Regions from separate parts of the Mus musculus genome. Here regions 2 and 3 are each linked to region 1. A link is a contact called in public HiChIP or PLAC-seq data. All regions are on one chromosome and are shown on one strand. The core of a region is the stretch at or near the end of the contact, and the rest is flanking DNA. Distances in the headings are between cores, read along the strand shown. Region 1 holds the start of Xpo4 (exportin 4). Region 2 overlaps Il17d (interleukin 17D). Region 3 has its middle 26 kb from the start of Sap18.

Region 1 (3,578 bases), core at 357-2,856:
AATCACCATGGGTTCTGAGCAGGGTCCTCTGCTAAAGCAACAAGTGATCTTAATCCCTGAGCTGCCATCTCTCTAGGCCCTCTTCTCACTTTCTAAAAGCCAAAGCATCTTATATTGTATGTGAAGACAAAACTTAATGGAGTTACAATTGGTAACTACTGACTACCTGACCTGGGAACCTGCTCAGGTCCTCTGGAAAAGCAACACGTGCTCTTAACTACTGAGCAGTCTCTCCAGGCCTTAACTAAAATATCCTTAAATAGGATGCTCCAACAGAATCCTTGACAGTAACCTTAAAGTAGGGTAAAAAAGAAATCTAGCTGCATTTAGTTGTTAAAATGTCTAAATCATTTCAAGTAATAAAATGGACATCTAATTTTAAAAACAAAACAAAAAACCCTACAAATGCAATCGTCATAATTTACAAAGAACGAAAGAAAGAAATCAGGCTGAGCCAGCAAGCATAAGACACACAGTTTACTAAGTAACGAAACAGTATCCTTCTCCTTACTTTTGCTCCCTATGTGAAATCCTGTTTATAATACCGACTCGTCCTGCTCAAACACCCTCACCAAACTATTTCGTGGTAGTTGTTAGACTTCAGCTAATAAGTACCTGGGAACCTGCCACAGAGTCAGTTTTCCAAAACGCGAAACCCACAAAGAGTAGGTCTTGAACCAAGTTTTGCCCCAACGACCTTGGTCCTAAAGATTAGCCTCTCTCCCTCCGGCCGGTCCGTCCACGTGCCGCCTGCTGCGGTTACCCAGAACAGTCTGCATGTCAGGCAAAGAGCTAGGGGACCCGATCCACAAGAGAACGAGGGTTGCTAACAGCACCCAGACTATGCCATCCCTCTCCTAACAGGATCAACTCCCCAGCGTCATGCACACAGTCCCAAGAATGTTCCCTAACCCAAGTCCTGCGGGGTTCACCCTGTGCCTTGCTCTGCTACCCAGTCTGCCTAGCGAGGTATGGAGCGAAGCTGGCGGCACAGGAAACTCTCCATCTTACACCACTACACCCCAGTGCCAGGCGGAGGAACAAGGCGGTCAGGGAAGGAGACAGCACTAGAAAGTAAAGAACCAAGGCAAGAGGAAAGTAGGATGGAGAATCCTGCGCCACGCCACCACCACCTCCACTTCAGGGTTCATCCCAAGGCCCTTCCTGGCCACCAACCCAGCGGACAGCAGGCCTGACCAGGGAGAGCCAGCCGGAGTCCCACTAATCCCCCGTTTCTCCGGACCCGGCGTCCTCACCATCAGAACTTTGGCCGCGTTCTCCAGCTGAGCGATCACTTCTGGGGGCCCCAGCGCCGCCGCCATCATGGTCTCTCTTCAATGACGCGCCATGCGCTGCATTCTGGGAGCAGGCGCCGCGGCCGGCCAATCGCCGCCGCGACCCCGGCGCCTCTCGCGCCTCCCGGGCTGTCGCAGCAGCCGTCGGCGTCGCGCCCCCAGCGGCCTGACGGGACCGCCGATTCCTGAGCAGCTGGAAGGAGACAAGCGTGAGCCCGGTCGCGGCGCTGGGAGGAGGGCGGCGGCAGCCGGCACCGGGCGAGGCCGAGCGGTTGGCTCTGTCAGCCGCGGCCGGGCATCCCGCGCGGGTCTGGGGCCTGCGCATGCGTGGTTCCCTGCTGGGTGCGGGCCGCGAGGTCCTGGACCGGAGCCGCGCAGCCCGTTAGCTGCGGGTTAAGGTTTGGGTGTCCTGCCCGTGCGGGAGCTTCCTCTCGCTCCCATAGGCTGTCCGGTGTGGAGCAGGATCTCTTAGCCTTGGAAGCGCTCTCCTAAGGGTGCGTCTACGCCCAGAATTCATGCCTCCCGCTCCGCGGTTCATTCCGCTGTGAGAAAAGGGCATCCGTGGACGAAATGCTTGGTTTTCTTGATTTTTGAAACCCTCTCCCTAACCACTTGGCTTCCTGAAGTCAGTAAGGGCTCAGCTGCCGCCAGCTTTGGACTTCAGGAGTTTATAATAGCAATGCTAAGTACAGAATCTGCGAGGAAAGGTGCGTTACAGTAACTTCAACGCGCTGTCTTCTCTCCGGTTCTTTAAGGTTTTGTTTTTCAAAGTCTACGTCCAGGAAAGTGATCCCGACATCAGCTAGTTCAATGTTCAAAAGGTGGTCTAGTTGAAGTATTTGTATGTTTCGACCTGACAGCTCCATTTTCTGAGTTTTGTTGACTGCCTGTTCTGCTTTCTGGGGAAAATCCACGTTTTTGAGTTCCTTCTGTAGACTTCCTGGTTTTCCCAGAGATTTGTAAGTCTGCCCTCCGCCCCTTTGAGGTTTTGTGTCTTCGAAATAGAATTGCATTAATTTTTAAATGATTTATTTTTTATTTTATGTGCATTGTTTTGTGTGCATGTATGTCTGTGTGAGAGTGTCAAATCCCCAGCAACTGGAGTTACTGATGATTGTAAGGGTGCTGGAACTGAACCTGAGTCCTCTGGAATTGCAGCCAGTGCTTTTAACCACTAAGCTATCTCTCTATTACTATTGTTTCTATTGAAACAAATGTAAATTCTTCTCTTCACCCCACCCACTCTCAGTGCCTTTATTTATTTATTTTATATGTAAATACACTGTAGCTGACTTCAGACTCCACAGAAGAGGGCATCAGATCTCACTATGGATGGTTGTGAGCCTCGATGTGGTTGCTGGGATTTGAACTCAGGACCTTCAGAAGAGCAGTCAGTGCTCTTAACCGCTGAGCCATCTTTCCAGCCCCTTTTCTTGTGTTTTTAACAGGATTTTTCTATTCACGCTGTAGACCAGGCCAGCCTCAAACACAAAGATCCACCTGCCCTCTGCCTCCTCAGTGCTGGGATTAAAGGCATGGCCAATCGGTTTTTTGTTTGTTTGTTTGGATTTTTTTGACTTCTCTACTATTTTTGAGAAGTAAATTAATGAGATTTTTTTTTTTTTGCTTGAGAAATAAAAGTGTCTTTCATTTCATTACCAGATGACAAAATTAGTTGAAGTGCTGTTAATGGTGGTTTTCCTGTTGAGATTTGTGTGAACAGGGGCCAGCCAAATGGCTCAGCAGATAAAAGAACTTTCAGTACTAGCCTGAGGACCTAACTTCAATCCTAAAGTGCATAGCAAATAGAGAGAACTGACTGTAAATTGCCCTCTGACCTCTGCACTTGTCTGCCTTCATGCATCCGTAACATACACTGTGCTAGTTAGTTTTTGTCAACTTGACACAAATCTAGACTTACCTGGTATATTGGCTGGTTTTGTGTGTCAACTTGACACAAGCTGGAGTTATCACAGAGAAAGGAGCCTCCCTTGAAGAAAGGCCTCCATGAGATCCAGCTGTCAGGCATTTTCTCAATTAGTGATCAAGGGTGAGAGGGTCCATTGTGGGTGGTGCCATCCCTGGCCTGGTAGTCTTGGGTTCTATAAGAGAGCAAGCTGAGCAAGTCAGGGGAAGCAAGCCAGTAAGGAACATTCCTCCATGACCTCTGCATCAACTCCTGCTTCCTGACCTGCTTGAGTTCCAGTCCTGACTTCCTTTGGTGAGAAACAGCAATGTGGAAGTGTAAGCTGAATAAACCCTTTCCTCCCTAACTTGCTTCTT
Region 2 (3,578 bases), core at 701-3,200, 120 kb before region 1:
CAAATCCTTGACTACGGTTTAAGTTCCTGACACAGCCTCACTCTCCTCTCTGACGCCTCCCACTTTGTACTCTCCCTTCTGTGACACATTGTCCAACTCTGACTCTGGCCTCTTTTCCAAATGCCCTTCTACCGCTCGCTCTAGGTCACTCAGTCCACGTGATTACTTGTGCTCACCTCTGCCACACGCCTCCGGTGGTACATAGGTGTTCTGCCTGGATTCCAGCTACCTGGAATAGAACTGAGCTGAGTTCTACGCGTTGGATAAACGTTGGAAATAATTGTAGACCTTATGCATCCGAGCTATTTAGGACTTCCTCCTCCTTCATATGTTCAGTGAGAGGGAGCGTCAGGAGACAGATGGGTTCCAGCAAGGACTCGCCAGGCTCATTCTGCTCCCAAACTCCTGATGGTGGAACTGGGCAAACGGGAACAACAGACTTCAGAAGTGGATGTTTGCAGACTTTGTGCTGGAGGGGAGCACCGAGGGGCAGAGTCAGGGTTTGTTTAGACTGCATTTGTCTCTGCCCTAGTCGTCAGCTTTTACTCAGACCATTCTCTGGTCCCTAGAAACAGTGTGCAAGGGAAATTGAACGGTTCTATGCCCAGGAGGCCTTCCTGACCCCAAGTACCTCTCGCCAAAACAGCACCACCGATTCCAGTGCCTGCTTTCTGCAGACCGGTTCCTCTCCATGGCATGTGTGCTCTGAGTGGAGGGAGGTCTATTTTGTTGGCAAGTGCCCTCGTTAGTAGTAAGGAGAAAGCATGTCCTTGGATGGGCACTGACTGCAGGCATGGCATGCCCACTGCCCCCTCCCTCACATCCCCAGGCTAGAACAGAAAGATCTCCAAGCCTGTCCCCTCTCCATCTCTCCATCCTGCCTCCATTTTCTTCACTATACTCAGAGGCTACTGTTTGGTGCATAGTGGGTCTTCAGATGTGTCTGACTCTCGACATGTTAGCCAAGGTCAAAGCCGTGACGATGGATATGAGAGTCTCTAGAACTCTGCCTAGAGGAAAGAAAAGACCTATAAGGGATTGCCTGTGTTCTGGTTGGATAGGTTAATGGACGTGAATTTAGGCACATAGAAGTCTCACAAGCAGTGGGGATAACCCTTGCTTCTGCAAGGGGACAACCAAGAAGGGTCCCAGGTTCCTCCTGATGACCCCCTGGGTTTCTGTAGCTGTGTAGGTGGCTTCTGTAAGAGCAGGCTCTTGTTCTGGGGGTTGATTTTTATCTCCAAGTGAGCCACCGTTGTAGCTTTCCTGAGATTTGGCCATAGGCTGACCCGGAAGTACTTACATTTGGCATCTGAGTTGAAACTTGCAAGAGTTGGAGAAAAATCAAAGTGATGGAATTTAACCCATCATTTTCACTTTTCAAATATCCCTGGCCTGCCAGCTCTCTGTCCCCTGCTGTATGTTGCTTTAGCTCCTTTAGAGAGCTTGCATCTGGACAGAGTCACCTCATGGCCTTTTGCACATGTAGGGAACACATGTAGACCTGCAGAGCCTGGTAGGCTTGGAAGTTGGCATTTGGATTTTGACAGCGGGTAGTTTTACGGGCACTCAGGGATAGAGGTTCATGCGGCCTTCAGCATCTGAAATGATAGAGGTCACGTGCCATGGCAGCATAATCTTTTCCCGGTCGGGGCTCACAGCCTAGTGTTCCAGATAGGCCCTTCCAGAGTGCTTACTGCGGATTGCATTGTCAGATCCAGCCTTCTCAGGCCTTCTTCATTTGGCCAGGCTTGCTATGTAACCCAAGCTGGCCGCGAACTCGCAGTGATGCTCCTGCTGCGGCCTCACTCTCTCGCTCTGTCTGCAGGATTTCCTACGACCCTGCTCGCTTTCCGAGGTACCTGCCCGAAGCCTACTGCCTGTGCCGAGGCTGCCTGACCGGGCTCTACGGGGAGGAGGACTTCCGCTTTCGCAGCACACCCGTCTTCTCTCCAGCCGTGGTGCTGCGGCGCACAGCGGCCTGCGCGGGCGGCCGCTCTGTGTACGCCGAACACTACATCACCATCCCGGTGGGCTGCACCTGCGTGCCCGAGCCGGACAAGTCCGCGGACAGTGCGAACTCCAGCATGGACAAGCTGCTGCTGGGGCCCGCCGACAGGCCTGCGGGGCGCTGATGCCGGGGACTGCCCGCCATGGCCCAGCTTCCTGCATGCATCAGGTCCCCTGGCCCTGACAAAACCCACCCCATGATCCCTGGCCGCTGCCTAATTTTTCCAAAAGGACAGCTACATAAGCTTTAAATATATTTTTCAAAGTAGACACTACATATCTACAACTATTTTGAATAGTGGCAGAAACTATTTTCATATTAGTAATTTAGAGCAAGCATGTTGTTTTTAAACTTCTTTGATATACAAGCACATCACACACATCCCGTTTTCCTCTAGTAGGATTCTTGAGTGCATAATTGTAGTGCTCAGATGAACTTCCTTCTGCTGCACTGTGCCCTGTCCCTGAGTCTCTCCTGTGGCCCAAGCTTACTAAGGTGATAATGAGTGCTCCGGATCTGGGCACCTAAGGTCTCCAGGTCCCTGGAGAGGGAGGGATGTGGGGGGGCTAGGAACCAAGCGCCCCTTTGTTCTTTAGCTTATGGATGGTCTTAACTTTATAAAGATTAAAGTTTTTGGTGTTATTCTTTCATATTTGAAAGCCACTGGTCTTAATTTGTGGCAAGAGGCGGGATGTGACATCTTAGCCAATTCTCAGGGAGCCCCAAGCACAGATGGGCCGAAGTTGACGGGCTTTTGGATCCAGCCAACCCTGAGAAGGAGGAAGAGGGAGGACCTAGTCTCCGGTGTTAAACTGTGAACTTATTCTCATTTAGGTGTGAAGTCTGCGCCTCCCTCTGCACATTCTTTTGCAGTCACTAAAACAACAGTGGCTGAGGGATTCCCTGGCTGTGTACATTCTATTTCTTTCCAGATTTTGCTTTTGTGAACATGTTTGGACTGTTCGGAGGGAGCCCAGGCCTTCGGACATCCTAAGTAGGATCTCTATCTGTGAGCCACACCCTCTCCTGACTCATTGTCAGAAAAAAAAGTCCTCAGGGAGGTCTCTAGGTCACTGCAGATGTGCCCAGTGGGGGATCTGTCTCCTGCACTCATCACTACACCTGTTTGCCTGTCACAGGCTCCTTGGTGCCACCATCTGGCAAACCTACCAGTGACCCAAAACAAGTCCCATTGACCTTCAGTTGGAACTTCCAGAACTGTGAGCCCAAGTGCACCTTTGCTCTAAATACTTATCTCAGGCACTGTGCTAGAGCCACAGGAAGCTAACACGCTATCTCTTGGATGCTCAGTTCCCGTTACCAAACTCTTGAGCAACAACTGTGGACAAGACACAGGCTCTTTCTTAAACTAAGACAGGAGCTGCCGGAACGGAATTGGTCTGCCGCGTGCGGGCTTTCTTCCGGGCCGCGTTTCTCATCTGGGAAGTGTTACAGCACCGTGTTCTGTCACTGAGTTAAAGTACCTCAGCAACTTGAAGCAGAAAGTTTATCTGCTCAGAGCATCAGACCTTGATGCTGTGGGCTCCTGGCAAAGAACATAAATGGC
Region 3 (3,578 bases), core at 308-2,807, 110 kb after region 1:
GAGATGACTGCTCTTGGCTTCCTTGTGGTGTTTTGTTGTTGGTAGTTTGGTTTGGTTTTAAGATTTTTTAAAAATTAGATTTATTCTGTTTGTGTGAATGTTTTGTCTACATGTATGTATGTATGTACATGTATGTGTGTGCGCATGTATGTGCATGTATGCATATACACGTATGTATGTACATGTGTGTATGTATATATATGCATGTACATGTATGTACATGTATGTATGTATGTATGTGTGTACATGTGTGTACATGTATGTGTATGTATGTATGTATGCTGCATGTGCTTGTTGCCCTTAAGTCAGAAGAGTGCATCAGAGCCTCTGGAACTGGAGTTGGGCTCAGGATGGATGAGGTCCCGGTGTAAATTCCTTAAAGGGTTTTTCTCATCATGGATTCAGAGACGCCCTGTGGAATGGCCAATCTGATAAATACCAGCTGCCATACGGTGTTTATTGCTATGACCGAAAGCAACCTGTGAAGGAAATGAGTTACTTCAGCTTATGCTTCCAGGTAACAGTTCATCGCTGAGGGAAGTCAGGGCAGGGCCTGGAGGCAGAAACTGATGCAGAAGTCATGGTAGAAGCTGCTTTCTGGTTTACTTCTCAGGGCTCGGCCTGCTTTCTTATACATACCTGGGACCAGCCCAGGGATGGCACCACGCACAATGGACTGAGTCATTCCATATCTTTCACCAACTAAGAAAATGTAACACAGGCTTGCCCGCAGGCCAGTCTGGTGGGGACATTTTCTCAGTTGAGGGTTCCTCTTTGCAAATGATTCTAGCTTGTGTCAACTTGACATAAAACTAGCCAGCACAGCATCTGATACAAATTAAAATTAAGCACAAAGCCTTTTTAAAAGATTTATATTTATGTGCATGAATGTTTGCCTGCATGTATATGTGTGTATCAGGAAAGCCCTGGTACCTTCAGAAGCCAGAAAGGGCTTTGGATTCCCTGGCACCGGAGTTACAGATAGTTGTAAGATGTCATGTGGGTGATGGCTACTGAATCCGGATCCCCTACAAGAGCAGCAACTACTCAAAGTATGTCTCTAGCCCGAGTGTGGAGCTTTGGATCTGCCTAACATCTCACAGCAAGGCAGTGGCCAAACAAGGTTCCAAGTTCGTATCTAACCTGCTGTCCCAAATCATTACATTGAAATTAATCAGACAAAGGATGTCAGCAAGACAGTGGAAAAGAAAGACCAGAATTCTTCCTCTCTTGGATATACACTTCCAACAATGCTAAATACACAGTTTTCTTTTCATGAGAAGTTCGAAACTAGGTGAGAGACTCCTGCACCCTGAACAAGTGCAGAACCACTTATAGAGAAGTAGTAGGAAAAGTCACGATATTCTGTGACCATAGTCACTACCCTCAGCGCAGCTCTGGCTCCATACAACAAGGAGACTGTAGCCCAGAGATTCTTCCTGGGAGAGGAGCGGGTTGGATTGCTTAGCACCTCTCCATTGTCTCAGCTTCTCCTGAGGATGGACTGTAACCTGTGAGCCAAATGAACCCTTTCCTCCCCAGACTGCTTGTGGTCATGGTGTTATCACAGTCACGGGAAGGACACTAAGGTACTTCCCCTTCATCACCAGGACAAGATGAGCATAATCACCCTGGCCACTCTATTCAACATCACAGGTTAGGTCACAGAACAAGTTTCAACCAACCTTAGAAGACAGAGATCCTACCAAGTACATATTTTAAACAAAACAGGATACAACTAGAAATCAACGGAAAGAAACTAGCAAGCTCCTGGAGGTGTGGAAATGATTGGGTGAAAGAGGAAGTCAAAAGGGAAACTACAAAACTAACCTCAAGATGAATAGAAATACAGATCAGACTAATGTAGTATAGCACAAACAATGCTAAGGAACGACTACAATGGTGTGGGCTGGTACCACAGACTTACCACAGACTGTACACTCAACATGCTAGAATGATCAGCCAAGGAAGAGGGGTCTTGGAAGGAAATAATGACTCCAGAAGAAATATGGGTATGGGGCTGAAGAGATGACTCAGTGGTTATGAGCACTGACTACTCTTCCCTCCCCCCACCCCCGAGACAGGGTTTCTCTGTGTAGCCCTGGCTGTCCTGGAACTCACTCAGTAGACCAGGCTGGCCTCGAACTCAGAAATCCGCCTGTGTCTACCTCCCAAATGCTGGGATTAAAGGCGTGCACCACCACTGCCCAGCTGAGCACTGACTACTCTTAAGGAGGTCCTGAGTTCAATTCTCAACAACCACATGGTGGCTCACAACCATCTGTAATGAGATCAGATGCCCTCTTCTGGTGTGTCTGAAGACAGTGACAGTGTACTCATACATAAAATAAAGAAAAAGAAAAAAAAAGACAAAAGAAAAAGAATAGAAGTAATACAAAATTGACAATCACCAGGAACAAGTCAACAGAGCTAAGAGGTTCTGGAAAGGGAAAGCTGGCTAGACTTTTGCTAGACTAAGTAAGATAAAAAGAGCACACACTCTAATAACCAAAGCCTCATATGAAAGTGGAGGTGGTGTAGCCAATACCACAGAAAAAAAAATTGTAAAAACATTCTATAAGTAGTTTACACCAGTGCTAGATAACTTCAGGAGAAAAGGGGGAATTTCAACAGATGCAGTTTTCTAAGACAGAACCAGAAAGAAATAAAATATCTGAACAGGTCTATAATTAATAAAGAGGTTGAATTGGTAATAAAACACCCACAACAGCAACAAAAACCCAGAAGCAGATGTCTTGTCTGGTGAATTCTGACAGGTTTATTATTTTTTAGTTTATTTATTTTTTATTTTTATGTGCATATATGAGCTTGCATGACATGCATACTTGAGCCCAGGGAGGCCAGTGAAGGGCATCTGATCCTCTGAAACTGGAGTTGTGAGTGGGTTAAGCCACTGTGCTGGTCCTGGAAACTGAACTTGGGTCCTTTGGCAGAGCAGCCTATGTGGCTAACCACAAAGCCATCTCTCCAGCCCCTCTACTACATTTAAATTTCTCCTTTCAAGTTGTAGAGGAAGGAACGCTCTAAGGTTCATTCTATGATGTCAGCATGACCCCAACACCAAAGCCAAAGATGCTACCAAACAAAAACAAACCACCTTTGGCCAATGTCACTGGTAAGTGCCATTCACAACTCAACAAACGCAGGCAAGCTGACCTTGGCAACATTGGAAGGACCGTTGAAAAGTGCACAGTGAACATCCTAGAGAAAAATACCTGAATGTCTTCATTTTATGATCAATAACCAGAGAGGTATGCACGCTCGCTCTGGCCACCTCTGTTCAACATGGAAGTTCTAGTCAGAGAAAATAACCATCTTCATTGGAAAAAAAGAATGTGTTTGTAGGAATGTCGCTGGGTATGTCAATCACATCCCAGGCTGTGGAACACAAGTAAGACCTGCACAGGTTCAAACCAGATAAACATCCGGACATTGAGAAGGGAGGTGCACTCTAACCTAACCACACCTAACCCAGAAGCTGTTTGCAAATTGGTTCCTCCTAGGAGTTAAAAAAATCAGATTTCTCCAATGGAATGTCACTGGGTAAATCAACTGCA

What was found. HiChIP or PLAC-seq counts read pairs in DNA pulled down with a chosen protein or histone mark.
Region 2: a contact with region 1 is called in an H3K4me3 HiChIP or PLAC-seq map of embryonic stem cells, with 17 read pairs. The contact joins the enhancer-like site here to the promoter of Xpo4 in region 1. A contact is called at or near these places in 1 of 39 promoter capture datasets (the 3T3-L1 cell line), 4 of 484 Hi-C or Micro-C datasets (CD4 T cells, the HL-1 cell line, muscle stem cells and 1 more), 4 of 115 datasets of contacts at active chromatin or transcription factors (bone marrow-derived macrophages, embryonic stem cells and extraembryonic endoderm stem cells) and 3 of 9 other capture datasets (adipose tissue, liver and pancreatic islet).
Region 3: a contact with region 1 is called in an H3K4me3 HiChIP or PLAC-seq map of bone marrow-derived macrophages, with 4 times the contacts expected there. The contact joins the enhancer-like site here to the promoter of Xpo4 in region 1. A contact is called at or near these places in 1 of 39 promoter capture datasets (the C10 cell line), 5 of 115 datasets of contacts at active chromatin or transcription factors (the 230-238 cell line, bone marrow-derived macrophages, effector CD8 T cells and 1 more) and 4 of 9 other capture datasets (adipose tissue, embryonic stem cells, liver and 1 more).

What each region holds. Positions count from the first base shown.
Region 1 is chr14:57,663,632-57,667,209 of GRCm38.p6, forward strand. It overlaps Xpo4 (exportin 4), which reads right to left and starts at 1,607. Exons shown (of 23, transcript NM_020506.2): 1 at 1,257-1,607. The coding sequence starts at 1,325.
Region 2 is chr14:57,540,506-57,544,083 of GRCm38.p6, forward strand. It overlaps Il17d (interleukin 17D), which reads left to right. Exons shown (of 3, transcript NM_145837.3): 3 at 1,829-2,661. The coding sequence ends at 2,135. Among named protein-coding and RNA genes, the nearest start is that of Il17d, 17 kb to the left of the region's middle. Within about 2 kb of position 1,951, at least 23 of the 459 cell types and tissues checked have an H3K27ac peak or open chromatin away from gene starts, as enhancers often do. A contact at or near this core is called in embryonic stem cells and extraembryonic endoderm stem cells, where this site is marked.
Region 3 is chr14:57,770,809-57,774,386 of GRCm38.p6, forward strand. No RefSeq gene overlaps it. Among named protein-coding and RNA genes, the nearest start is that of Sap18, 26 kb to the right of the region's middle. Within about 2 kb of position 1,558, at least 78 of the 459 cell types and tissues checked have an H3K27ac peak or open chromatin away from gene starts, as enhancers often do. A contact at or near this core is called in the 230-238 cell line, bone marrow-derived macrophages and effector CD8 T cells, where this site is marked.